Regions from separate parts of the Zea mays genome. Here regions 1, 2, 3 and 4 are each linked to region 5. The links are chromatin contacts, called in public Hi-C maps. All regions are on one chromosome and are shown on one strand. Each heading gives the region's core, a stretch centred on a gene start, on an enhancer-like site or on the middle of the called end of the contact. The rest is flanking DNA. Distances are from core to core; before and after follow the strand shown.

Region 1 (4,209 bases), core at 1,507-4,006, 140 kb after region 5:
GGTTTCGTGATTGTAGGCACACGGTTTATTTCCTTGCAACCGTGATGTGGGACTCACCTATCTGCACGTTTGATTCGTGGTTGGTTGCACTGAGTCCGGTTTGGGCTGGGGGCATGCGAGCGTTGTCTGGTTAGGGCTTTCTATATTGATTTGGAAGTCCAGGTATCCAAATATATAAACTATATATATGTGTGTGGTTTAACTAATTCAAGTTGTACATTCCGTTTCTTTTCTTATCTAAAATGGTTCACCGTGCAAACATGTCTCCTGAATATGCTATGGAAGGCTCATTCTCTATCAAGTCTGACACATATAACTTTGGTATTCTACTACTGGAGATTGTAATCTGCTTAAAGATTGGCTCACCCCATCTAATAATGGACCATCCAAACCTCATTACTTATGTAAGTACAGAAGAATTCCTAACTATTGAACAACTTAAAACACTCTTTTGGTGACTTGACCAGAACATAGTTTCATTGGTTCAGGCATGGAGCTTATGGGAAGATGGAAATGTAAGGGAATTGGTGCACTCGTCGGTTTTGGAGAGTTGTCCATCGGTATGATGTATTCACTTGGGTCTTTTATGCGTGCAAGACAGTCCATATACGAGGCCACTCATGCCATCTGTTGTGTTCATGCTAGCAAATGAAATAGCCCCACTTCCTACCCCAAAGAACCTGTATATTTTACTACTAGGAATTATGAAACTGATCAGTCAAGTCAGTACACACGCGAAGATTGCAGAATAACATGAGCATCACAATTCTATAGGGGCGTTAAATGTTTAGTTTCATTGTTCGTATTTTGGCAAACTTCTTTAATGTGTGTCGTTGTACAATTACGCTAGCCATTTAGGTTTGTACATATAAAACGTTCCATTGAATATGTTGTACACCATCGGTGGATTGTGTTAATATATTCTCGAGACTATAAAGTTCACTAGTTTTTACATGTTTCCGCATGTCAAATGGAATGACTATCTACTTCTTGGATTTAGTTATCTGCAGTCAATGAGAGCTAGTTTAGAAACTTAAATGTCCTCCTGGATTGGAGAGATTTAGGTAGAAATAAACTAATTTCTCCCTCGATTCCCTTCAATCCCGAAGGGGCAAACTAGCCTAAGTGTGGAACCCTAAATTGATGGCTCCTATCACAAGAAAAGTTGGTGAAAATTTATTCGTTCTCTCTGAATCTGCAAGTAGCCATTATCGTTTTTACTGCTACACATCTTATTAGGAAGAAATGACCATTGTATTGTGTACAATTCTTTTATCATAATATCGATTACACCATTTTCGATAAAAAAATAACAAAACAAAGGTACTAAATAATAATACCTAAAAAGCTATATGTTGAATGCCTGATTCAGCTTCATAAGATTGGGTGTTATCCAAGTGGGACAGGGCCAGTTGGACCAAATTTGAGAGACAATTTCCTTCTTGACACTATTTTCCAAGTCCATGACTCCCATATCACGCATGCAATTTTTTAATAAAACAGTCAATTCTTTAAAATCGTCAGTGAAGTATGCATGATTTGACTTGAGTCCTGGATGTACTTGAGCACTAAGGCAAAGTGAATCGTTGTGGCCAAGAAATAAAACACTATCACACTGCAACCTGTTTATTTCCACCCGTTGCTTTGCTTCCAAGTCCATTTTATAAACTTGTATTTTTAAGGTTTCTGACAGGCATTTTCCAGGGACCCACGACGGAGCATTGGGTGGAACGTCAATAGTCCTCCAAACATGCAGCAAATCACCCCATGGAGCCTGAATAATGTACATGTTTTCACATACAGGATACTTCAGCTCGTCCATAATTATTGTCATTTTAACAGGGGATGCGGTAAAATCAAACGCATCAATTTTTCCAAAGTAATTCACTGTATACAAAAGACCATCCACATATGTGCAGTCTTTATATTCGCGACCTTGTCCAACCCAGGCCCACTTGTCATCTCCCGGTCGTGCAAACGAAAGCTGTGAATGTGGCTCATGAATAAGAACCACGATGTAGCTTCCAGTGGTGGATGGATCAGGAAACACAAATGCCTTGAAGTAGAGCTCATCGCGCAGATCGCCAAGATCAAACAGGTCGGGTGGTGTCTCATATGACAACTCATACATATGGATAGTACCTGATGCATCAAAGATGGGCTTCACATGCTCTATGGTAATCACAGAGGGAAGTGCAACTTGTTCTCCAGTTATGGGATTCACAAGATGCAGCTCAGACCTCTCATCTGCAGTAATCAACCAACCGTTGGAGGACCCGACCAGTAACCTACTACGGATGGGTGGCTCCGATAGAGTTAACTTGTAGGACCTATTTTCCTTGAGGCTGTATAGAAACCCTACGTTGCTACCGGTAGATTCACAAGTGTAGAACAGGCATGGTGTCTGGGGTTGCTTGTATTGCCTCAGGTCGAGCAGGCATTTGTAGGTAGCATGCCATGACGAGCAAACCGAGCCTGCTCAGATGAGGTCAGGGACCTCAAGTGTACCAAAGATGTCCATCAACACATTCTGTGGCAGCTCTGGCAATGCAGCAGCATCCAATTCCATCACACCTTCCTTTCGGAATTTCTTCAGCAAAATACCAGGAAGACCGAGCAGCTTAGGCAAGATTCTCGAGAGTAGTAGACTCCACAGCTGTTTTGGTTGCATAGTCACTGCACCACACAGCCTGCTAGCCTTGCTAAAGGTTGCCATTGGAGGAGCAGATCTACAAAATTCACTCTTGGAACGTGAACAGGAATAGTACTGACACAAAGATGCAAATATGGATGGAGGATAATACTTACCAAATCCACGTTCCTAATTCCAGGAAGCCAAGATCGTTCAAAAAGGTTCTGCAAACACCAAACAGAAAATTAGCATTCACCAACGAGGGTTCCTAGCTGATCGCAGAGGAGAGTATAGCAAATGGGATATATAGGGGAGTTTGGGACGCTGAGTTTCGGTCGTCCGTTCCTCTTTAAAGTTGGAGGCTCCTTTATTTTTTCAACGAACTAACAAGGGATAAAGCCTTCCTGATTTTCTCAACAACCAAGCAACTAACTCAATCAATCTAATAAATCGAGCAACTAGCTTAATCAATTCTGCCAAACTGACTAACCTTCAGCGGTTCAGCCCTATCCCAAGTCGAAATGGTATAATAGATTCTTAATCATAGCCACTGATTGACGGTCCAGTGACCCTCTCCCACCTCCACGAGACTGCCCTTAGCCCACAGCGGCGCCCACCGGTGAATTGCGACCCGCACTCTACGCGGTGATACAAACAATAGAGACGAACCTGTGCTCACCGTGAATCTTGTGGCGCCACGACCTTACCACGTCAATTAGCTGATTAGACGGCGGTCTCCAACTCCGGCCTACAATTCATCGTGCATCGGCCACCCTTCTCGCTCAACTACGCTCTGGGAACGTGCAGCACGTTACGAAGATCGCGCTACGATGGCGAGTTCTCCGATGCGATCCACTCGGTCCTTGGCAACACAACGACTAGCGGCTAGCTTATATAGGCCATGGAGGGCAGAGTCCGCATATGCCCCCTCCAGCCATCAGTAGCCACGGGCTATCCTGCGCCCACCACCTGCCCTACCCCTCCCCTCCCCTCCCCTCCCTCCTGCCTTCGTCCTGCCCGAGCTGCCCGGCGCCTCTGTCCTCCTCCGGGCTCCACAGGCCTTGCCAGGCATGGGGTTGGCCTTGTTGAAACCACCAGATTTGTGCCTCCTAGACCCCAGTTCCTCGGCAACAAGGTAACCTCCGTGCCCCTGCTCCCTTTCCTGACTGCTGGTGATGAGGATGATCCTATCCGGTGCCTCCTCTGTGAACGCCTACTCCTGGGCCCCTGCAACTAAGAGCCTCCGCCGGAGTCGCCGCGGAGAAGCTGCTGCTCGCCGTCGCAGCCGAGGTAAACATCCGTAACAAAAAAATCATTGCCAAGCCCCCCTCCCTCTTCATTCATTTTGTCGTTCTAGTCAGTTCTCTGATTCGACTGCTGTATATTATTTATCTTTAATTGGCTTTATTTATTTATTTATCCTACTGGCGCAAAGGCCTGCCTGCTTGCTTTGGGCCGTTCAGTGGGTGAGATATTGTTCTTTGTTTTGGACTCTTTTCGGATGCGGATATGTGTTGGTGGGTTCAGGGTGTGGGTTTTCTAGCTGGGGTCCGGGATTTCAGTTCCGCGGCGTCACA
Region 2 (4,856 bases), core at 2,181-4,680, 130 kb before region 5:
CTCTTGGAGTTGCTCTCATGGAGAATCCGCTTGGACAAACTCTACCAAGCGACCCCTTAAACTATCTTATGTTTGATCAACTTTAGAGGAAAAACAGTAAATATATTTTATAATGCAAATAAGTATATTACATGAAAATATATTTTATAATGCATGTAGGGGCACTAATTTGGTGTCATAAATAATGGTACTCCCTTATATAAATTAGGTCAAAGTTAAAATAGTTTGGCATAAGAAAACTCTAAAAGTTGATTTAATTTAGGACATATGTAGTATTTTGGCAAGATCCGTGTCCTGCAGAACATGAACATGAAATGCGGTCACAACATTCAGGAGCATACATCCAAACACAAATTTGTTATGTACTAGCTATGCTTCTAAGCAAAGCTTAAGGTGTCTGCTTTGCCTTCTCCATCAACCAGTGTCCAGTTTAATTAGCCTTAAAGCATAAAGCACTGTACTAACAGCATAAAAAACTTAGCAATCATGCAGGATGCATCTTTAACGAGACCAACATGAAGTGCTATATCATGATCCCAAATATGTTCTTGGTTCAGTGTCACTGTCTTCATTGATAACGCAAGAACTGGTAGTACAAATTCAGGTGTAGTTGTGGTGCTAAAGAATCGCTGCGTTCAAGCAATGCATTTCAAACAAGCCCTTACAATGGAATATTGCGGTGAAAGATCTCGATTTGATGACTGGAATTGTTCGCTCGCTAGGGTTGAAACAAGGGACTGAATTGAAGAATTGCGCTGTCCAAACCACCGACGCAGCTTGCCCGTTTGCCACAGGAAGCGATGGAATCCAAAGCAGAGCGCCAGAGCCTTCAAGAATCTGTAAAGCATTACGGCCCATAGGCCTGGTTCCCCGCCGGGAGTGTGGGCTCCCAAGCAGGCTCAATGGACCAAGGTCGTCGTGGACTACTTCGTTGGCCCTTCTTTCGCATGATCTCGCATGTGCAGGAGAATCCACAAATGGCGTTATGTTCCCTCGATTCTTATTCTGACGGACCGCAGATACCTGCGGAAGCGCAGATGGGAGCTGAAACTCTCTTTCTTCTTCTTTTCTGAATCCAAGGAGAACTGAAACTCTGAAACCACCGGGCGTCCACATCGAGTGTCTGCGGGAACTTCTGCATCTGCACCAGTCCTCTGTGAAACAGTTTTTTTCACACAACACGTGTGCCACCGACAAAAGGTGGTGGTGCAGTGCAGGTTGGAGCACACGAATCTACCAGTCCTCGCCATTCTTCACCTAACCCTAGACAGGAGTATTAACAAACACCGTCATCCTAACTCACCCACTACTTTTCCCTCGCCGAGATTAGGATGCAGCTGTTCCACGCGAGTTCTTCGTCAAACAGAATATCATGGGAGCGGTAACGCGCCATACTGAACTCGTGATTTGAAACCTTGATTTGATCCAGCACCCGGCCCGGCTACGATCCAAGCACGCACCCTCTCCTCTCTCTCTCTTTTTTCCCTGCATCGATCTGGGGCCAGAGATTCAGAGGCACGGCTGTCTGAACTGACTGGTGTGAGGTCTCACCCGACGGCCACACACACCAGGCCAGAATAATGGAGCTGGTCAGACTGCCTGCCCTGGCGCCGCTCCGCTCCATCCACAGGCCGCGCCAAGGTTGCCTTTGCTTGCATTCACGGGAAGGCCGATCGACGCTCGCTTTACTTACTGCTGCAACCACCTGGCTCCCTCCCTCCCTCCAAGCTTGCGCCCTAAGTGACAAGGGGGGGATTGGGAAGGTGTGTGTTGTTTTCCTTGCCAATTATTGGATGGGTGAATGCTAGTAGCCTTGATGTGATGCTCCTGCTCCTGCTCCTGCTCCCGCTCCCCGTTCGGCTTAATTCTATTCGATTAGTGCCCTCGTTAGGTCGGAGAATCTGCTTTGGAGGTGCTGGGTATCTGTATTTTAGTCGGTGCAGGGGGTCTATGCATGGACCCATGCTTTCAGCGGTGCCTCATGGTCATCAGCTCTCGCAGTCCAAAAAGAAAAAACTGAGGTAACAAATAGGAGTATATTGTATGTCCAAAGTAAATAAGAAAAAAGAGAAATGGCCTGTAATTTTCATCGCATGTAGCACCTACACCCTACTGCCCCGGAAGGTAGCGTATGAGAGGATACCCCAATTCAGAAAAGTCGGGCCTTTTTTCTGTTACTATCTATAGCCAACTGATCACCACCATAAAGGTTTAACTGGTCACCTTTTTTAAGGACAAGTTTTGTATCCATTTATCGCTCGCGCGCGGGTGTATGATTAAGGGTGCACTTGAAAAATACCTTGATTAAACTCTTGATGAAAAGACCTTGATTAGTGTGTGTACCGCAAAGTTCTGCTGCGGCGTCAGTGAAGATCGAACGTCGTCTTCACGAGGACTTTTTTATTAAAGCTGGAATATTGTAGGGCGATTGGTGGCGACACCGAACGCTGCTTGCTTGCTTGCTTAGTCGTAGCAGCAACACATTGATTAGTACCACTGGTCGTCGTACGCAAATTAGTTGCAAAGTGCTGACACCGGACAATAATGGACCTCGGCCAACATCTTTCTCGCTCGGTCCTAGTCTTCTTTTCTTTTTTTCCTTTTTTTTTCCAGGACGAAACTAAAATGTGCGAGGGGAAAGTTGCAGTGAAAGATCGATCGGTCCCTTTGGACGCTGGCAGAATGGTCCAGCCGAGTCGTCGGTAGCGGCCTGCCGCAACGCCGTCCGACCCAACCGTCGCCGGCCGGCTGATGCGTGGGTCCGCGCCTGGCAGCAGCGGCGGCGGGATGCTGAGGAGCCACTCACGTCATCGGTATCCACGTTTTGGCACTGTAGGTATGAAATACTCCCTCCCACAATATAAGCCATAATCACTTTTCGCACTTATCCTACAATATAATACGTGCTCTCTTTATATAAATGTACATCGATACAGTGATAATAGAGAGAATTAAATGTATTTCTTGGTCTTTAAATTAGAGGTTATGTTTTATATAATAGGACAGAATGATTATGCTCTAAACTTTACGCGACTGTATGCATCGTTATTAATTAATTCTTAGATTAGATGTGCGTAATAATTTAGCACTGAAATTACTAGTAGATTGTGCTACAGCAACAGGCCTCGAATTGTGATGTGGACTCGGGCAACAAACATCAGTCTCGAGAAAATTTACCTGGTTCGGTGACCGTCTCTTTCCTTGTCGGTGATGCGGACTCGATGAGTCGACCACGTCCGGGACCGGAAGGGAGCTGCTGCCTGCACCGCCGTCAAAGCACGGACGGACGGAGCAGACTGCACCACCAAACACCTCCCCTCCCCTCCCAGGCTCCCACCCCCCGGGCCCCGACCTACACACACAGGTGGTGCCGGGGCCGGGCATAAAAATGCCTCTGCCTTGCGTCTCTCTCTTCTTCCTCCCCACCCCACGAGGCGCTAGCTGCGGCACGGAACCAGCGCCATTAGAGGCCACAAGCCCGCACCACGCCTCCCTCGTTCTCGCGCGCGCGCACGCATGCACGAGGAGCTGCTGCAGAGAAGAGGAGGCCTGTCGATTTGATTGAACTTTCCAAGTGAGTACTCTGCACTCTTTCCAGTGTCGTCTCAGGTTGTTCTTGAGTTCTGAACCGGGTTTCTGACGGGTTTTGTTTTCGAGCTCGAGTTCCGCGACACTGCTCTAACATGTGTTGGAGGATTTTGGCCTTGGTCCCGTGCGCGTGCGTTTCGCTGCACGTAGTCAACGGACCAAAGTGGTCAGGTTTTATCATCAAGCTTTGCGTAGGGTTTTCTCTTTTCTACGCTCTCTGTTTCACCATCCAATATTTATGTTCATATTTTTTTTAAAAAAAAACAGCACAGAACGATCTAGTTCTTCTTCTGGTCATCTGTTTATTACGGTATCCTGCTCAAATAAATTTGTTTCCGGTATATGAATTTAGACCAAAAGCTCCACCTGATTGATACACAGGGCTAAGCGTGGTCATTTCTTATATCAACCATTCGCTTTAAGCGCTTTACTTTAACCATTTTTTTTACTTTAACAAAAAAAAGATCATTAAATAGCGTGTATGCAAACGTGATCAATCATTTCGCAACACAGGTAGGATTCCGTTGGATCATATTGTACCACCTCGGGCCAGAGCGAACCCACCGGTCTGTACGTCCTCGTTCCTGGCTCGCGTGCTACGATACTCAAAGTAGATCAGAGATGCGCAGTTGTTGTACGCTTGGATGCCCCAAATGCCATGCTTTTTTTTCCAAGTCGTACATGACCGTCTGCTGTGCCGGACGGCGGAACAGCAGGCACCCCAGAGATGCGCAGTTGTTGTACGCTTCGTCGCACGCCGTTTGGCAGTAGCCTGCTAGTTTGGGATGCGTCACCACGGCCCAAGACATCATTGTGTCTTACCTGCTGTTACTAAACGCCAACGTTTTTTTTTATGTATATATTCCTGGTCCTGCAGATTCAGATTCAGAAGCTGGCCAAGATGACTGCCGGTTTCCAGCTCGGCGTGATCGGGTCTCTCACGCTCTCCGTCGCGTCGTCGGTTGCCATTGTCATCTGCAACAAAGCCCTCATCAGCACCCTAGGCTTTCCATTCGGTAAGGACAGGACAGCCCTCATCGACGGTTGCCGTCCACAGATATGAACAGAACAACAGATCATGTGTTTTTTTCCCCCCGGGCTTATCCATGAACCACAGCGCGCTTTGCAGAGTCACGTGCGTTCAGCCCAATACTTGCCGGAGTATCGTATGTAAATGTAAATGTGTGCCTATGATCAATGCAGCTACGACTCTGACAAGCTGGCACCTGATGGTGACCTTCTGCACCCTCCACGTGGCGCAGCGCCTG
Region 3 (4,264 bases), core at 1,559-4,058, 240 kb after region 5:
GCCGAGAGACGGTGAATAGCTAGCTAGCTAGCCAATTAAAAAAAAAGGTAAATTGTTCAAGTAGTACTACTAGCTAGCTTGCCCTTCTAGACACTTGTACCGCAATTGTCTCTCAAGAAGAAGACCTGGCCGGCCGGCTGGGGTGAAGCGGAGGTCGACCTACTTAAAGAGCTAAAGTGCAGTCCAACATGGCAGCTTGTGGACAATATATAATCTACTGGCCAAAATACACACACGAGTGCTGCATGCACCGTTTCTTCAGTGGTGGCGGTAACTAGCTGGTAAAGAGGCCGGCGCCACTAACTAGCTACAACTACGACTTGAGTGATGCTGCAACTGTGACAGATCGAGAGCTGCATTTAGCGAAACGAAAGGGTCGGTGTAGTGGGGGTGGCATGCATGTCTGCCGCCCGATATTTACCCAGCTACTTGTCCCGGCCGCTAGCTGCCTAGCAGAATCGATTGGTCGGTTCGCACAGTCCGAATGGCACTAGTATTGCTGTCACGTCAAACATCGATCGTCGACCTACGCATCATTCAGTAACGAAAACACGTAGATATAATTGGAAAAAATATTTTATTTAATATTAGAGATACATGTAGATATAGGGCTATTAAAATAGTTAATTTAATAAACGAAAACATGAAGAAAAAAATTGGGATGATTTGGTTTGGGCTCTTGGCCTTCTGTCGCGTACCATTTATATCGGCCCAGTACAAGTGCTTTACCAACTCAAGAATCGGGCCACGAGAGTCGATAGGCTTTCTAGTATCTTGTGCTCCTTGGTCCAATAATATAAGACTGTAATCACTTTTTATTATTGTACCATAATACATCTTGTTCTATCTATACATACATCTATACATACGTACATCACATCGATGCAGTAATATAAAGAGAATTAAATATATTTCTTAGTCTTTGACCATATATGGTTACGCATTATATATTGGAGGGAGTAATTAAGGGGGTATTTCGATTCAATAAACTATTTTTATCCTGTCACATCATATGTTTAGATGATAGTTAAAAGTATTAAATTAGTTTAGCGATTACACAATATTTAATACTCATAATTGTATACGAACTAAACTTTAGTTAGGGAAACCAAACACGCCCTAACCATATAATATTCTTCGCTGCCTCTTGTCTTCTCCGAGGGCCCAGTACGTATACTTCACCACCTACTCTAGAAGGTGTCTAGTTTCCCTGACTAAAATTTAGTTTGTGTCATATCAAATGTTTGAATATTAATTTTAAGTATTAAATACAAACTTAATTAGGTTTAATAAATTTGTCTCATCTTTTAGCCTTCACGTATATAATACCTGTAATTAGCATTCAGACATTCGATATGATAGAGACTAAATTTTATAGAAGTTAGTTGGAACCAAACCCCCCTTTAATCTCTTGTCTTCTCAGCAGGAGGCATGCCGCATGCATAGCAGTACATCTCATTTCATACATTTTTGGGCTGGTTTGACGGAGCTCTCCTTACTTTTTTACTGTATATAGAAGCTAGTTCTTTTGAGAGGTTTTTTTAGCTAAAATGTTTTTTGTAATTCTCTAGAATTAACTCTATGCGCAAAGTGGCTGCATAGAGTGAATCAAGAAATAAAAACTATTTTGTAGCACCTGGTCTTGTAATTTATTCCAAAGACCCACTCCACACAATCAACATAGAAGTACCTCACTGTAAGAAACTATTTAACAGAGGGGTTTTTTTAACAATGGAAAGGAGTTCCAGCTTCGCGCTTCCTCATTAGATAAGAATTAGTCCACTGTCCACAATTATTACAAATGCAACAAAAAAAAGTTCTAGATTATTGGCCATTCCAAAACACATAAGGCCATCCATGTGATGCGATGAACATTATTCCTCCCGTCTCTATAAGCCAACGTGCTTATATGATGTGCTCCTTGCAGTCATCGAAGCGCTTGTGCAACTGGGTTATATCCTCCTGAAAGAACATACAAAAAAAAGTTTTCGGATAATAGTTATTAAGAACTAAATCATTCCTTCTGAACTAAATCAATAACTCTAGATTGGGCGGGAGCTGACGCCTCCAGCGCACGATCCAGCCGGGCCCGAAACAAGGAAGTTGGATTTCGTTTCTTGAACGACCTGACTGATAGGTGCTTTGAGCACTGTGCGGGCCGGGCTGCGGTGGAAGTCCGGGAAAACAAAGGCGTTGTTGCAGGCCGTGGGTGTGGCCGCACCACTTGTCAGGCAATCAAACAGGCCCAGGTGGCCCAAAGATCGTTGGAAATGGTCACTGCACATGCACAGAGCTCTGAGTTTCTGTCCCCGATGCGCGCGCACATCTGCTTGCCGACGGATCCGATCAGATCACTGAATGATGCATGCATGAATGCATCCACCCACAAAGAGCCAAGAAATGCGTGGCAGGAGCCACGCAAGCCGTGCAGAGCGTTACGCAGGCAGGACCGTAGGGGAGCCGCATGCTGCAACCAGAACCGAGGCCCCATTTCTGAGCGGCAGCACGCAGGCAGGCAGCGGCGTGCATTGCATGGTGTGCCTGTCTGTCCTGCTAGCTAACAACGGCTAGAATCCAGCGGGCGAATTCTGAAAAATCCGGCCCGTGAAAAAAGTCACAGGACTCTACTGTATGTCGCATGGAACGATTGCACAGCCCTGCTTAGCAGTAATCTCGAACCGTCGAACGCGTTGAGGAATCAGTTTAGTTCTCGCTAATCAGCCACCCGACCCGGGCATTAAACATCAGCTAACCCTTGGGCTCAATACCAGCGCTCTATATAAACCGTGGCTCTGGTTCCCATCCATTGCATCCCCCTTTCTGCTCCTGTGCTGCGTCCACCAGCCTCGTCGTTAGGACGTAAGGTAAGACACCCAGGGGCGAGCCAGTGAGTACAGAGAGTAGCCTTACGTAGCGAAGCTCAGAGCAAGCGAGGGTACGGTCAAGGGGGGTGATGGCGCTGTCTCGACGCATGGCGGCTCCCGTCCTCGTCCTCATGCTCCTCCTCGTCGCCACAGGTGCCCGACTCAACTCCTCGTTGCTCGTCAGTGCTGCTTGAGTGACCCTTCAAAGTAAAGTTCACAGTAATGCGACGCGCTTGGTGTTGTAATGCTTAATTTGAGTGTGGCCGGCCGGTGCAGAGCTGGGGACGACCAAGGTGGCGGAGGCGAGGCACTGCCTGTCGCAGAGCCACCGGTTCAAGGGCCTGTGCATGAGCAGCAACAACTGCGCCAACGTGTGCCAGACCGAGAACTTCCCCGGCGGCGAGTGTAAGGCGGAGGGCGCCACGCGCAAGTGCTTCTGCAAGAAGATATGCTAGTAGTAGCCTCGGCTTTGCTGGCACAAGCAGGTCGTCGGCACGCAACGCAATTCAAGCATCATATCGGTCCTCCTCCCGCGTTGCTGTCTACTCGACCCCGTTTTCTCTTTCGATCGATTTCGTTGTTTCCTGTTGCTCTCTTCTTTTCCCGCGAATAATATGCTCCATGGGATCTCACTGTTGTACTTTCTGCATCCGTTGGTAGTCAGGACGATCCTTCTTCCCGCTGTCACGTGTGATTCAAAATGGATGTACTAATGCAACTGTTCGTTCTTCCAAATCTGCTTTGGTGCTAGCTAGCTAGGGAACTTGATGACCAAGCTTCTTGTGTTTGTGAGTGCACAGAGTTCTACACACCGTGACCCGTGAGGTGTACGTGAGTCTCTCTGTGCCGCGCGACTGCCAGCTAGCTGCATAGATAATATCTTTGGATCATCAGGAAAACTGTGATCTATCGGCCCAAGCAAACAGGATGAATTTTTCTTTCAACAGGATGAGCTCTGACTTGGAGCTAGACTCTGATTTTAACAACGCTGGCACCTCCCGGTTGCTAAGTTTTTTTTTTTTTATGTTGGTTTGTGATCCACGACTGCATTTGGACACAAGATCGACTTGCTCGTCATCGACTGACGAACCAACAGCTCTGCCCGCTTTGCCGGACACCAAATGGAAACTGTCCACAACTCCGCATTCTTGCGCACTGCACATATTCGGAGATTGGCACAGCATGAACAAAAGTCTCTCTTTTTGGCCGATTTTAGTAACTTTGTAATTTGTAAATACCCTACCAGCATTTTTCCATGAAAAAATCATCGTCCATCAAGATGACGGCAGGTTTAGTACACGTTTGGATCACATGTGTTAAAAGCATGCATGGCGCTAAATTAAAGTTTAGCACTCTCAAATAGAGAACCAAAATTTAGCATTTGGATAGTGTTTCTATAC
Region 4 (4,451 bases), core at 1,130-3,629, 220 kb after region 5:
CAATGGACAAAACAAACGCTGCCCCAACTGCAACACCCATAGCTATTCCAAATATGATGCCCTTGTTCTTTCTCTTATTTGTTGCAGCAATTGCAGGAGCAGGAGTTGGATGGCACCGGGGTAGGCCTAGGCGAATGCCACAGAGTTTAGGGTTACCCTCATAAGCCGAACTACTGAATGTCAAGAATTGACCTGCTGATGGAATGGTACCATTCAGATTGTTGTATGCCACACTGAAGCTCGATAGAAAATTCAGCTTCGTTAATGAAGATGGGATGCCTCCGGTAAGATTGTTATGTGACAAATCCAAGGATTCCAGGCTTGACATCTCTGATAGATCATCAGGAATGATGCCAGAAATATTGTTGTTGCTGAGGTCCAATACGTGTAGGTTCTTGAGGATCCCAAAGCCTGATAATATGGGGCCAGTGAGCCTGTTATGGCTGAGAACTAGGGAGGGCGGGAAGCTGCTAACCTGGTTGTACTGCAACCCTTTGCCTGTCTTGTTTCTTTTGATGAAGAAAGGGAAATAATCAGTCTCTGTAGATTCCTGTGAGACCTTTCTTGTTACAAGGGCCTTCATGCTAGACAAGCTTTCTGGAATTCCTCCACTAAGTGAATTGTTGGATAGATCCAAATAGAACAGAAACTCAAGATCACCAATCCATGGAGGAATATTCCCGACCAACTGATTCCATGACAGATCCAACACCTTCAGTTGTGTAAAATTAGCTAGCCATGGTGGTACTGATCCTGAAAGATGGCTATTTGCAATGACAAACACTTGGATGTTGTGAAAACCATGTATCCCAGTCATCGGCAAGGCCTTCTCATCACGGAAGTTCTTTGTGAGCACAAGGCTTGTTAGACTTGAACAGTTCTGAAGGACAGATAATGCTGAAGGGACATCTGTGAAGCTATTGTTTGAAAGTGAGAGGTAGGTTAGCGACTGAAGCTTCCTGAAACCATCAGGGATATCACCGCTGAGGTTGTTTGTGGCAAGGTTCAGGCTTCTCAGATTACGACAATCTGACAAACTATCAATTGTGCCAATGAACTTATTTGTGCCAAGGTCGAGCGAGCTAAGCTGTGTCATTGCCGAGCAGTTGAGGTTGACCTCTCCATTCAACGAATTGTTCCTCAGGTACAGCATCTTCAGTGAGGGTGAACGGCACAGTGAGGGAGGCAATGGGCCCCCAAAGAGGTTGGACTGTGCAGAGAAGAACTCCAACTTGCGGAGGCTACCAAAAACATTTGGAAGGTGCCCAAAGAATGAATTGAAAGATATGTCCAATCTCTCAAGGCTGGACAGGTTACTGAACCTTGGGCTCATCCCCCAAGTTAGTTGATTCTCTTGCAGAGACAGGACCTTCAGAGATGGCAGCCTGAATAGGTCATCTGGCAATCTCCCGGAGATGCTGTTGAGTTCGACATGTAGCTCCTCGAGCTTTGTGCAGTTCCCAAAGCCTGCTGGGAAGTCCCCAGTAAAGAGATTGGATGTGAATCGCAGCACGCTGATCTCACCAGACGACCCACAGATGCTAGTATTGATCTGCCCGCTGAAGGAGTTGTACCCTGCATCGAACGCGGTGAGGCGCTCTGAGCCACGGAACGTGGGGTGGGAGCCACTGAAGTTGTTGTAGGATATATTGAAGAGCTCGATCAATGGGAGAGACATGTTGTCCAGGAGTGTGCCAGCAAGCTCGTTGTCGCTGAGGTCGAGTCGCTGCAGCCTCTGGAGCTGGAGCACAGGCGCGGGGACGGCACCGTGGAAGTTGTTGTCGGAGAGGTTGAGCCACTGCAGCTGGTCCAGTTGCGCGAGCGAGAGCGGCAGCTCGCCCCGCAGCCTCCTGCCATGGAGGTCCAACCGGACGACCCTCCCGCTGCCGTCGCACCTGACACCGGGCCATGCACAGCAGCTGGTCGCATTTGGGTGCTCCCAGCCAGCGACGCTGCCACCGTCGAGAGCTTCAGAGAAGCCCTCCAGGGCTTTAAGGTCACCCGGGTCACAGGAGATGGTGGTCTTCTTCAGGGAGTCGACTGGAGACAGCAGCAGCAGGACCAAGACAGCAGACAAGCACAGAAAGGAACGACGTGGCCATGTGGCGGTGCCTCGCATCAAGAAATGCTCCATATAAGCAAGGACGAAGTACAGTGATGAGGTTGGGCGGGGATTCTCAGGACCTAGGCCATACGGAGCGTAAAGCTGGTCTCGCCTGAGCGCTTGCACCGGTAGCAACAATGGTGGAGAGGGGAGAAGGGAAGTGAGGTGGGAGGGAGGGAGACGATGGGAGTGGACAGTAGTGTTGTCAGGAGGGGGCGGGGCGGCGCGGCGTGGGTCGGTTTTGACTTGTGATTGTGCAGGCACTCAGCCGTGGGTGGCCCGAGTTTTCTTTGTCGAATTGATTGTCTTTTTCAACTTGCTGAAAGAATCCATGGTCGGACGTCTTTTGACCTCTGTTCAAAATTGGCCTAACCGTCGTTCTCAAGCCTCCCTTTCTCTCCATTTGGCTTCCATGAAACGCATGAGTATTATAACTCTCAAGAAAGCAGACCATTCTGAGGATAGAACCTGCATACCGAATAGTAGATATTAATGAATATTGTCCCAGCCGGATCAGTGCTACCTTTGTGCCCATATTATCAGAAATAAAATATAACCGTGCTTATGGAAGATAATGTTTGCGAAACAAACTATTACACTTTTTTTAGTTTTGGAATCGTTTAAGCTGTACGTGTCGATTCATGCACTAAGTACTAGGTCCCTTACATTAAAGAAATTTAAGTACTTGTCCTGGGCACGCTGACCCGTAGGGACTCCACATTCCGCTGTCGCTGGGGGTTGGGGTTGGGGTGGGGGATGGCGATGGAAGATTAGCAGCGAAGTCAACCGCTAGCGGCAGGTGGCACGTGTGCCGCCGCCGCTTTCGGCCGCGCCAACGCCCCGCGCGCCAGGGCGCGTGCCAATGCCATGCATGCCTTGCACACACCGCGCGTCAGCGGGGCGAAGGACCGGTGGATTGCTGGCTTGCTGCGTCTGGTGACCGGTGGTGGCTGCGTCGGGGATGTGACGGTCCAATTGGCGGGTATGCTGGATCTGTTGACTATTGGTGGCGGGAACTGCATAGCCGGCTTCGGCTGGCTCACTTTTTTTTTCCATCTGCTTCGGTTTGATGTCGTCTTCAAGCTGTGCTATGCCTATCAGGCTACAGGGAAAACCAATACGGCGCCATACACCTCAGACACACACTATTATTACAGGGAGAATGAAAGAGACGGGATTTTGATTGATACACCGAAAGATCGTTTTTCTTCTTCTTTTGCGGGGGTGGGATTTAAATAAAGGCAGGAAATCATGTGATTCTATTGAATTCAGTGTTGAACGTCTTGGCGCCACGGGTACTGTACTAGATCACATCCGATGTCGGTAACAGATTCATTAGGCCCCACTTCGGCAGGACTTTTGTTTGTGTCTTCTTCACCAGCTTAATAAAGATCCTACCAAACGAGCGTTTAATAAAGAGAACGGCTTTTGAAGCCAAAACCAAGAACAGAATAATGAAGTGAAACCTTTTTTTTTCTGTGTGCAAGAAACCCAAACCACTAAACACATGGATTCTTTTGGTTTCACCGTTTTTTGAGAAGCTAAAGATCTATCAAACAGACACTTTTTTTATTTCGAGATAATGCTATTTTAAATTGTTTGTTCAGTTAACCTTGTTGGATTGCCTCATTTCATTGGAAAACGTAGGTCTGCTGCTATGTTATACGAGAAAATTGAGTCTGTTCTACAACCATTGACGAGCCTATTTTTCAATCCTTAACAACAGAACCATTCAGCTTTCAACACTTAGATATAAGCCACATTTTAGTATTTACTGAAATTTAGAGAGTGGATTTGGGTGACGTGGCGTTGCCGCAACTCTCAGTGGCTTCTCTGTTTTTTATTTATTTACCATTGGCTTTCAAATTTTAGGAAGCAGCTAGGTGGCTGACACATGTAACGCACATGTAGCTACGTTTTCATTTTAACATTTAAAGTTTTTTCCTATTTGAAAATAGTTTTTGCAAATATTTTTTTATTGTTTGATCATAGTTCTCTCTCTCTATGTATCCCACTACGGGTCTGTATTGTTCTATTGTATGGTTCAGCTGTAGATCCAGCTAACGGTTGTGGGAAAACTACAACATGTTTAGTTAAAGCAACTGGTAACCGTAGATTCTTTAAAAGCATGATAGCTTGTTATATGAATGACAGAAATCTGGAAAACCTAGGATAGGAGATGATTATGAATTGAACTAGAAAGTATATAGATTTTTAACAATGTATTCTACTCCCGTATCCGCTTTGTTGAGATTCCAATAACTTTGGTATCGAATGCGGTTCATAAAACTGAACCAAACATACCCTACATCACTCCGTTTGAATTCCATATCACTAGCTTCGACTA
Region 5 (4,847 bases), core at 710-3,209:
TGTTTATGATATATAATAAATACCATTATCCTAAACATGCAATGTATTTTTTTGTAATAGATTTATTTAGAAATATATATTATTATCATTATATATATATATATAGTTTTAGTTAAACTTACAATTGAAGTAAATCATTTTTTTATAAACAAGACATGCATTTATTATATGGGGCGGACCGGAGAGTCTATCTAGTCTAGAACTACGACGACACGCCAGCAAGAGCAATGTTCCCTTGGTAAGCAAGAGCTGTTATTGGTGAGACTTTCTGGGCGGATCCGAGCGCACTGCCAATGGTTTCTTCGCAGACAGTTGGCGCCGGCAGGGATGAGAGAGAGAAGCAGCAGATTCCACCTCCTCCATCTTCTTGCAGCTGCCAACCTGGGCTCCCGACGACGAGGATGAGATCACCGATGATTGATGTCACTGCAGCAGCAGACTGTGCTGCATGCGGGAGGGACGACTAATGAAGACAAACGCACTTGAAGAGAAACTGATCAAACACAACCGCCTGACCACGTACGTAAATCTGCTGCGCCGCGACAAGGACAGGTCAGTTTCACGGCTGTCCACGGATAACGACACCGAATTGATCGATCGCATTGCGTGATCGGCCGATGACGCTCGCTCCACCGGCGGAAACGCAATGTCACTGCGAGGTGCGAGCTAGCTATAGCTCATACACCAGGCCACGTCACAACACCTGCTGCTAGTGTGCCGCATTCTGTTCAGAAACTCAAATGATATGTCCGCTACAAAATGCAACGGTAAACCATCAATGGTACAGACACAAACAACCTAGACCTAGAGACGAACCTCATCTCATCGATATGCCAAGGCTTTACCAAGGCGAGAAACAAAACAAACACCGCTAAATTAAATTAGCGCACAGCAAAAGGGGTGGACTAGCTAAAACGCTAGCTCTTGCAAAACAAAACAAAAAACTCACTCACTAAAAGACAACACCCATCAACTTCCTGCACCACTACCTGAAGCAACGATCAACTATTCCCGACTCAATTAAATTTCATCGAAACCTAAATTCCTCTGCCAAAGCTATAGCGAAGCACACGCCGGCTATAGGAGTGCAAAATGGCGTCCGCGGCCCCGACCAAGTCGCCGCCGTTGTCGTCGCCGCTGCCGCCGGTCAGTCAGTCCTGGAACCCGGTGGTCCGCTTCCACACCGCGTCCCGGACCTTGAGGGTCCTACCGACGACCCCGTTCACCGACAGCGACGCGGCGCGGCGCCGGCACGCGAGCTCGTGCGGGGGCACCAGCGCGTCCACGGAGCCGTCGTCGTCGGCGTCGTCCACCTCCCAGTCCCAGCCGTGGTGGTATCCCGCGGGCCGGTACTCGTCGCCCAGGATCTTGGACCAGTCCGGGATCTTCACCGGCAGGGACCCGTGCGCAGGAGCCGCCGGCTTCGTCGTCGCCTTCCCGGCCGCGGCCAGCACAAACGGGCGCGCCCGCGGCGGCGGCGCCTCGGCAGCAGGCGCAGCAGCGGCGCTCGGGGCGAACGCGCCCCAGATGTCCGACTCGTCGAAGTCCTCGCCCGTGCCCGCTAGGGGGCTCGTCGGCACCACGACGACGCCTCCTCCGTGCGGCGCCGGCGCGAAGTGGAGGTACGCGCGCTCCGTCGCCGCCGACCGCGTGGTCCTCGCCATTGCGCGTAGCGTGTGCTGCCTGCGTAGTACCACCACCGCCACGTCGGAGACGATGTGCGAGTCGGTCCACCGTCGACTTCGTGCGAGGAATGGTAGGACCAGATGGGATGGGAGAGGGGGAGAAAAAAAAAAGAAGCGCGCGATGTGGAGGGAGAACGAATGGGAGATGAGTGAGCGCGTGTGCCGGTGGTTTGGGCCGTGCATTTATACGCGCTGGAGGGCCGAGAGCGAAGAGCGGGGGGAATGGATAAGGCCGTTAATGCAATGACGGTTTCGCCCTCCGGACGACAACACGTTCGTATCGCTACGAGGTGGACGGAAATGGTGGAGGCCGGTGCACTTGCGCCCACTGCTCGCTGGGCCCTGGTGTCTATTTATGCTGAGCCAGGTCGGATGCGATCGGGTACTGAGGTGCTGCCACGTTGCTAGCTACCGGGAGCCGATGTTGATAATGTGCCGGGCCCAACGTTATTGTTTTGGATAGTGTGTGTATTATATATAAAGAGAGAGAGAATGATTGGAAACAGAACTACTTATCTGTGTGCCAACCTAAAAATAGCAGAGTCTGTAGACGAGTTGTCCTCTAATTCCTTCTGTTAACCGTGGCTGCTAATGTAAAATATTGCCACTTAAAGCAATCTACCCACACTGTCTGGGCATTATTATCCATTTATCCGATCCATCAGGCCGGTAAAATTACTCCGTGCTAGTACATACATGCTACAAAGCGGACTGGAAAAGGCTGCACCGAAATGCGGGTGCTCTTACGTGTGTGGTCGACCGTCTCGCTGTGAACGTGTGATGGACGCTTCGCCGGATGTGTAGTAATAAAATTAGGTGGCTAATGCTGAGGTACGGCGTCTGCGACGACCCCCAAGCCCAACGTGTCCCCAGGCCACCAGTCCATCACACGTACGCACGCCCGGCCGGATCGTTATCCGCTAGCTGCAACCTGCATGGGTGCCGTCGCTTTCGGCCGGAGCCCGGAGGGAGGGAAGGCAGTGGGATGCGCCGGAGCCGGTGGACCCGGTCAGCAGGCGGACGTGGGCGCGCCTGCTCGATCGTGGGCGCAACGCATCCGGATTGGCTTGCTGGGGCCGTGCGTGACAGCGCCCGTATGCATGCATGTCGTCGATGATGCGCTTTGTTAGCGGAGACGCCGGAGAGATGAGGCCGGACCGCCGGACACGGTGCCACAGCGCGGATCGGAGCTCGGAGGGCCGGTCTCGGGCATGCTGCTTGGCGGTGCCGCAGTGCCGACGAGCCGTGCTCTGCTGCGCCTGCGTGTCGAAGAAATCCGGTGGGGTGAACCCACGTCCACGTGCACGGCAGCGCTGGAGAGTGACAGCACCGACGTGCACGTACTGTGGGGTGCATGCATGGAGCGCGGACTGCGCGGTACGAGTACGACACGGTGGATCGCCGTGGACAAGACGAGGGCCAGGGCTCGTCAGTTCATGTCGGGTAGGTTTTTGAGCCGCCAGCCCAAATCTGTTCACAGCTTTCTGGGCTCCACATGACAGACGAATAGCCTGAAAAAATGCGGGAGAGAGATGCAGCCAGGGCCGGGCCAGCAGAATGGGCTGTTTGGTGGGCTATGTGTTGGTCAAGCGGGCCTGCTAAGTCTCTGCTATCTGTACTAATGTACTAGTATGATTTTTGTCACTGTTCAACTCTTATGAGAATCACATTGTAAAGCTGATGAAATCACATAAGAAACTACTTTTGACCTGAATAGGGGAACCACCTGTTGAGGTCAAAAGTAGTTTCCAATATGATTTCATCAGCTTTAGGCCTAGCTTGACAACTTAAATCCCCTCCGGAATTCCTTGGGGTTGAGGGGAAAATTAAGAATCCTGGACGGATTTAAGTTTCCAAACTAACCCTCGTAGTTTGAAAACCAAATAAATACCTGTAAAGTCTTTAAAAACATGAAAAAAAATATCTAAGCCTCTAAAAGTTCTAAGAAAATTCTTGGAGATAATTTGGACATAACAAACCCAAATAAAAGTATTTAGAGCTTGCTAAACTTCCAAATTATTTTATCTCTGGCAAAGTTGAAAAATATTTAAAAATCCCAAGACATTGTAATTATATTTTATGTATTAATGTTTTCAAAAATACTTACACGGCAAAAATATGAGACACAAACAACAACAATGCAATATACATTTAATAATGCAGAATTCATTCATGTTGGTTGTAGACTTGTATCTCATGTTTTTTATCGTCTAAAATTCTGTTTCATCTCATGTTTTATTGTATAAAGTTTTCGAAACATGTTTATGCATTGATCAGAAATTTTCATATCTTTAGATATCCTTTCGTTTTTTATGACTAAATCTATTTTTTTGGAAAGGAAATGCTTCACGCACGACCCACTCCTACAACTGTCTTCTATATTCTTTGAAGTGCTCTGAATATTTTATTCAGGTCTATCTTGTCCTAAAATATATCTAGGATTTCTAAATTCCTAGAACTTATAATTTTAGATTTAAAATAATATAAATTATTTATAATATATCTAAGTACAAATGAATGAAACAATCTTGAAACCACATTTAACTGGAATATAGAGCCAATTTAAATGATTTTAAAAAGTTTGTTAGGAGGTAATAAATTAGACATTAGTGTCTAGTTTTAAAGTCCGGAGAGGAAAGATCTGATTACAGATTGCAAAGATAAAAGGGGTTATTACTTTTGCAAACTGTAGGAGTGCTAGAGTAGTATGCCTTATGTTGTACGGGCCGGGCTGGGCTGTCGGATCTGTTAGCATATGTGCAGCGCAGATCTTACTTCTTACATCTGGCCTCTGAATTTTCTTTCTGAATTCGTGTCGCAACTATTCGAACCATAGGATCTTAACTGCCACACAACTCGGCCCGTGAAGCTGAGACAGTCTTATTAGATTGGTTTGCTGGATATATCTAAATAGGAGATATCGGTACTCCAGAGGTTTGGTTCACGAATAAGCTGTGGGTATCCCTGATAGAAGGATATTCCCTTAAACGTTGGAGGTGCCACCAAAAAAATGTCTGACAAGCTTATCCATGTTTTCTAACCTGTTATTAATAAACAATTAAGAAATATTAGTATGTTCTGTTATAATTACTCAGTATTTAATTAGTTATTATTTGTAAATAATATAAATACAATTAGCCAAGTACTGTCATCCCATCCGCT

What was found. Hi-C and Micro-C count contacts between places; a contact is called where the count stands out from the background.
Region 1: a Hi-C map of leaf shows a contact between it and region 5, with 6 times the contacts expected there. The contact joins the promoter of LOC103628801 here to the promoter of LOC103627537 in region 5. A contact is called at or near these places in 4 of 25 Hi-C or Micro-C datasets (bundle sheath, ear and leaf).
Region 2: a Hi-C map of ear shows a contact between it and region 5, with 2.2 times the contacts expected there. The contact joins the promoter of LOC100383574 here to the promoter of LOC103627537 in region 5. A contact is called at or near these places in 5 of 25 Hi-C or Micro-C datasets (bundle sheath, ear, endosperm and 2 more).
Region 3: a contact with region 5 is called in a Hi-C map of tassel, with 2.4 times the contacts expected there. The contact joins the promoter of LOC100280611 here to the promoter of LOC103627537 in region 5. A contact is called at or near these places in 2 of 25 Hi-C or Micro-C datasets (ear and tassel).
Region 4: a Hi-C map of leaf shows a contact between it and region 5, with 3 times the contacts expected there. The contact joins the promoter of LOC103627437 here to the promoter of LOC103627537 in region 5. A contact is called at or near these places in 10 of 25 Hi-C or Micro-C datasets (bundle sheath, ear, leaf and 2 more) and 1 of 3 datasets of contacts at active chromatin or transcription factors (leaf).

Annotation. Positions count from the first base shown.
Region 1 is chr5:190,908,471-190,912,679 of Zm-B73-REFERENCE-NAM-5.0, forward strand. It overlaps LOC103628801, which reads right to left and starts at 2,757. Exons shown (of 1, transcript XM_020538214.1): 1 at 1,349-2,757. The coding sequence starts at 2,716. The coding sequence ends at 1,349. LOC103627538 (a long non-coding RNA gene) reads left to right here and starts at 3,197. Exons shown (of 2, transcript XR_553689.4): 1 at 3,197-3,922.
Region 2 is chr5:190,636,900-190,641,755 of Zm-B73-REFERENCE-NAM-5.0, forward strand. LOC100383574 (Nucleotide/sugar transporter family protein) reads left to right here and starts at 3,431. Exons shown (of 8, transcript NM_001176222.1): 1 at 3,431-3,574; 2 at 4,466-4,604; 3 at 4,792-4,856. The coding sequence starts at 4,490.
Region 3 is chr5:191,009,931-191,014,194 of Zm-B73-REFERENCE-NAM-5.0, forward strand. It overlaps LOC100280611, which reads left to right and starts at 2,809. Exons shown (of 2, transcript NM_001153529.1): 1 at 2,809-3,017; 2 at 3,141-3,639. The coding sequence starts at 2,954. The coding sequence ends at 3,319.
Region 4 is chr5:190,991,605-190,996,055 of Zm-B73-REFERENCE-NAM-5.0, forward strand. LOC103627437 (phytosulfokine receptor 1) reads right to left here and starts at 2,380. Exons shown (of 1, transcript XM_008647734.3): 1 at 1-2,380. The coding sequence starts at 2,134.
Region 5 is chr5:190,770,847-190,775,693 of Zm-B73-REFERENCE-NAM-5.0, forward strand. It overlaps LOC103627537, which reads right to left and starts at 1,960. Exons shown (of 1, transcript XM_008647826.4): 1 at 747-1,960. The coding sequence starts at 1,868. The coding sequence ends at 1,152.